Linked DNA regions of Arachis hypogaea: region 2 is linked to region 1. The links are chromatin contacts, called in public Hi-C maps. All regions are on one chromosome and are shown on one strand. Each heading gives the region's core, a stretch centred on a gene start, on an enhancer-like site or on the middle of the called end of the contact. The rest is flanking DNA. Distances are from core to core; before and after follow the strand shown.

Region 1 (2,788 bases), core at 73-2,572:
TTTTCAAACATTGTGTTTTTTGGATCAATAGTGAAGGGTGGTTTTGGAAGAAACCCGTTTCTGTGGTTAGGTATTCCTCTCTTGATTCTATATGGAGCGAAATTGAGATAGGTGCAAATATGTGTGTTGAGCATCCTGTGTTAATTGGTCGCGAAGACGGTGTGGACTTCGTCAGCTATGAGCGGTCCTCTGTTAGGTTCGGGGTCCACTTGGTTGCCATAAACATTGGATCGTCTGACGGAATGGAGTGGGGTCGGTCTCTCTTTATTGGTGACCCTAATCTGATGGAAACTCCATGTGGTTTGCTCGGTGTCGTCCTCCTTAGCATTAATCATTTCATCTGTGGCTTTGATGTCTTTGATCCATCATTTGACGCTGCTATGTCAGAGGCGCAATTTCGTGCTATTTGTCTCGATGACGGAGTTGTTAGATTTGTTGGTCGCATGAGATAGGGAGCCGTTGTTTCCATCAAAAGTGTTGTCATCTTTTCCCTGTGTGTGTGAGCAATGTCATGTAATCTTTTGTGATGTGATTTAGTTGACTTTTCCTTCGCATTATGTTAATAAAGTGGCCAATAGGCGTGGGCAGCTGAAATTGGGTCTTTGTTTCCATGCATCACCCTGTTTTGTTATGTCTTTTCTTATTCGTGTGTCGTTAGGATCTTTTTTTTTGGCTACATTTCCTTTGTTGTAAGGCATTGTTTGTTTACTATGGGATTTTTATCAACCAGCCCTCATTGCTGTTGTCATAATAATTCACTTTAGACTATGAGTTCTTTTTTATAAAACTTCGGTATCGAATTTTTACTCTCGTGGTCTTTTTCGCCTGCCTTCATTTACGAATAGCTCGCAATTTATTTTTTCCTTTATATTTATGCTTTACACCATATCCACCCAAAGTTATCTTTCTGCACACTGTGTTTGACCTGAAATGAAGCGATGAACATGTCTTATGAGCCTTGTGACTGAACCTCCCGATTCTGTGCACATACGTGACTGGTGACCATTCAGCCTTCAAATGCATTCACCTGGTTGTCTTTGGGTTTCTGTAAAAGCCTGATGTAACCACTGCACCTCCCCTTTCTGAAATGCGTTTAGTCATTGCACTCCCAAAGCATTGTCTTTTTAAGACTTCCCTTATTCACTATGGTTAGTCAACACAGTTATTATGATTTGCAAGATTCACTTAAATTGGTGCCATAAAAGTTTTTGGCCGCCAGCGGGCCTCTAAAGTATTAAAAAGGATTCCAGTGTAACCCGTTAGACCCGTTGTTACTGGCTCTTATTTGAATTTTTATCTATCAAAGCCATGTTATTGCCCACATAAAAAAAGAAGTCCATGATGATTACCCGTTGTTACTGGCTCTTATTTAAATTCTTACCAATCAATGCCATGTTCTTGCCCACATGGAAAAAGAAGTCCATGATGATTAATATGAAAAGAGTTTGGGTTGCAATATGTTATTTTGCAAAGTTTCACTGATTTTATGGGCTTTTGTTCCAACACAATGTTGTCCCGCATGTGGCTAAAGGAAGCCCAAACTGATTAAATTTTAAAAAGGGTCGGGCCTCATATATCATCCACAATAACAAAAAATATCCATTTTAGAACCTTTATATATATATATATATATATATATATATATATATATATATATATATATATATATATATGTTTTTTTAACCGCTTTAAGTCATGATCCCTTTTCATTACGTTTTATTATCTGTGTATTTTTCCGAATAGCACCAGCACTTCCAAGTTTTATTTCGTACCACTATCGGGTCACGGCTCACAACTTTCAGTATTTGTCTATATTGCCTCCATTTTCTTTTCGTATACCGTGTTTCTCTCGGAACTAGATTTTGAACCCTTTTTCCCAACTCAACCCTAGGGCCCATTAAATGCACTTAATTTTGTTGACCTGTTTCCCTTCGTTGATGCTGTAATTTGTTCAAACCTTCAAAGACCTAGTGAAAATACCTTTTCCTACCAGCAATAAGTAAAGCTACACTTCTTCCCCCTGCTAAATAGTTATTATCAAATTATTTAAGGATAATTTTTTCTTTCATTATTTGTTGTTACCTCTTTAGCCATGTTAGATGTTGATTTCCACCGCCTTGATCAAAGTTCATCTATTTGGGTTTCTTAGTTTTGGCATTTATTCACTGGCATTTAATGACGACATGTCTGTACTTTAATTTCTCTTGCCCTTTCTCCAGAGAGCGGGATCATTTTTTCCTTCAAATTTTTTCTTCGAGCTAGAGGGTACTACATAGTGATCCATCAATTTATCCTTATCGCAAACGAGCTAAGGAGATAAACTCTGGCCCCTTTGTCAATGATTTTCATTATTTTTTTATTTTTCCTACTATTCTTATTATTATTTTTTATTGATGCACCCTCTTATGTTAACATATTATTAATGTATTAAATGTTATTTGCTTTTATATCTAGGGAATAATAACTCATCTATCCGGATCGGTGGGCCCACTTATTTACCTATTTACCTATTAACATGATCGCTTAATTTTATTTAATCATTTGATTATATGATATTCTCGATTGGGTATTTGGTGGTTTGATGCAATATTTTTAAAATCATTTTATGCTCCTCCCTTAGGTTTTTACTATAAATAACAATCACTGTCCACATTAGCTATAGCTATTAAATAACAGAGTAAGTCTATCGCTTTCTCAGCCCCGATATTCCACACCCTTCCCCACCATTCCCCACCCTTCCCCTGTTTCCAAGACTTTTTTATTAAACTTTATCATGCTGTCACTTTCT
Region 2 (2,785 bases), core at 163-2,662, 79 kb before region 1:
TGAATGAGTCAAAAGCATAGAATCAATCCTAAACCAGAATTAACAAAAAAAAACAGAACAAAAAATTCAAAGTAAAAAAAATAGAATTAACAATTCAACCAAAGAATCAAGAACAACCCAACCAAAGAACAAATCAGAATCAACAATAGGAAGGACAACGGAAGAATAAAAATAAATCAGAGTCAAACCTACAATCATGAAAAGGTTCAGAATAAAAACAAATCAGAATCAAAATCAAACAGAGACTCCATTACAGTTTCCAATGCAAGAAGGATGATGGCGCTGGAAACGGAGAGCTAGCGACGGAGGTAGGAGGCGAGCACTAACTATGCTTCCACTGCTGAGAGTCTGAGACGTTAGAGCTAAGTGAGGGACCGAGTGAACTTCGAAACTCCAACTGGCGACGGTGTCGGGAGTAGTCCAGCGGCTGAACGAAAGGGAAGGACTAAGCTCGTCGGCGTTGAGAGGAATGATTAACTCAAGGGTGATGGGAGGGACGAGGGAAGGTGTGCTACCTGTTGGAGAGTTGGAGTGAGTTAGGGTTGATAACAGGTTAGGGTTGGGGGTTTACTGAATGCTAAACGGCGCATTTTGAGCATTTTTGGGCAAAGTAGAAAATCGGCCAGGTGTCGGTTCGGTTCGACTGACCGATTATCGACTGGTTTAACAGTTCAACAATGGTTTTCTTTTTTTTCGATTTTGGCATATAACCGAATTGTAATTTCCATTAGTTCCCGAATTCAATCGATTTGACCGATCGGTTCAAACCGATTTTCAGAACATTGAAAAATAGTGAGAATGTGAGATCATTACTTGATTAGTGAAAGAAGGACCAACGATGATCCTAATATCCTACCTAAAGGATAAGGAGGAGTGCGGACCAATAGGTCGAATTACAATATAAAGAAGAGTAGTAAACTATCTTCCTTCTTGTTCGAGTAGGAGGATTTCGATAAAAATTCCTCTTGATTCTGTTGTTAATAACCACACGCCGGTTAGAAATGATATGGCCATCAACGCCAGGACCAATAGAATAAAGAAACATAGGAATCACCCATACGGTATAAATTACATACTAATATCTGTAAAATTGAGCAGAGTCCAATTTAGGCAACTAGTCCAATTTTGTCACACCATTCTCAACAAAATCTTCAACTTAATTAACAGCATATTCAACTTAGGCAACAAGGGGTCAGCCGAGTCATTAATGATCATCAAGCAGTGACACAATGCCACGAATTGAGCAGACTAGGAAAAAAGCTAAGCAACAATTAACATTACCTGCGATGAAGGCGGAGAGCAGAATACTGGGAAGGACGGTTGGAGGCAATGGTAGACGACGACAGTAAACACCGCCAGGCGACTGGTGAATCACGGATGGGATAGCTACTCGGACCACGAGTCCCGCACAATGCCGGAAAATACTATACCGCGGATGCCGACGACACGAGGACAGAAGCTCCGCAGCCAGGACGACGGCGGCAGTCTATGCCTCCTATTCTTAAAAAACCTCAAATGGACCATGTTAATTCTGTTCATCTATTACAAAAATATCACATAACAAAAAGGGTCCAGCCCAATATCAGCATTGACAATATAAGGGAGCCCAAGATTTTCCATGCTCCTCCGTTGGCGCTAGGAATAACAAGGCTCAGCTAAACCATTCAAGCCAGGAGACTGAACACTGTCAGGTCCTGCTCCCTCCAGTCACACACCAAGGGTACCTGTCAATCTGTCCCCATCTCCGTATATCTATACCAAATTAGCTCTTTAGAGCATCTCCAACAGGAGAAAAAAATGAAGCCCAGTTCCTATTGTGTCAGAAGAAAAGAAAGCTTATGCGTTGGAGTGGGAAGAAAGGGAGTTCCCACACGAATTCCAAGAAGCAGGAGTCCCTCTGAATAGGGACTCCAATGAAACAATCAAAACTTGCCATTTGGCAAGTTAGTTAGAAAATAAATAATTATATATAATGTTAATTAGCTAAATAGGTATATTAAATAATTAAATAATAATTAATTTAATAATAATTATAATAATTAATTATATTAAATAATTATATTTTTATTTAATTAATAATTTATATTAATTATTTAAATAATAATTAATTAAGTAATTAAATTATAATTAATTTAATAATAATTATAATAATTAAATAAATTAAATAATTAAATATTTATTTAATTAATAATTTATATTAATTATTTATATCATAATTAATATTAAATATTATTTATATTTATATTATTATATTAATTTAGTCGTTGTAAAACTAACCGTTGTAAAAATAGCCGTTAGAAACTAGTTGTTACTATGTTACCGTTATTATTAATAAATTAATATTTTGTTACTCTATATATACCACTTAGATACACTTGTATTCTCACACTCTCTACAACTCTTCTTCATCTTCTTATAAGTTTACAAAATCAAAGTTCTGCTACTATTATTTTTTGTTCAAAAAATGGATCCAAACCAACTCAACTCTTTCTTCAATTACTTACAAAACTTTCCTCAAATTCCAAATACCCAACAATCTCAAACCTCAAACTCTCAAGTTCCAAATCAAAACTTCATACTACCAAATACATTTCAAAATCCAAATCCACAAAATCTCTCTAATTTCAATTTTCAAACTCCTTATAATAATCAATTTCCTATATTCCAACCACAAAACCAAAATTCACAAACACCCCATTTACCATTTTCATCCATATGTAACCCTTCTATCGGAAATGTTACTCCAACTTCCTTGCCGTTTCCAACTCAATTTAGTGCATCAAGA

The links. Hi-C and Micro-C count contacts between places; a contact is called where the count stands out from the background.
Region 2: a contact with region 1 is called in a Hi-C map of an unstated tissue, with 4 times the contacts expected there. The contact joins the promoter of LOC140176696 here to the enhancer-like site in region 1. A contact is called at or near these places in 2 of 8 Hi-C or Micro-C datasets (leaf and an unstated tissue).

What each region holds. Positions count from the first base shown.
Region 1 is chr2:18,072,830-18,075,617 of arahy.Tifrunner.gnm2.J5K5, reverse strand. No RefSeq gene overlaps it. Among protein-coding and RNA genes, the nearest start is that of LOC112722685, 6.5 kb to the right of the region's middle. Within about 2 kb of position 1,322, at least 3 of the 3 cell types and tissues checked have open chromatin away from gene starts, as enhancers often do.
Region 2 is chr2:18,151,546-18,154,330 of arahy.Tifrunner.gnm2.J5K5, reverse strand. It overlaps LOC140176696, which reads left to right and starts at 1,412. Exons shown (of 4, transcript XM_072208241.1): 1 at 1,412-1,524; 2 at 2,776-2,785. The coding sequence starts at 1,412. It also overlaps the pseudogene LOC112740634.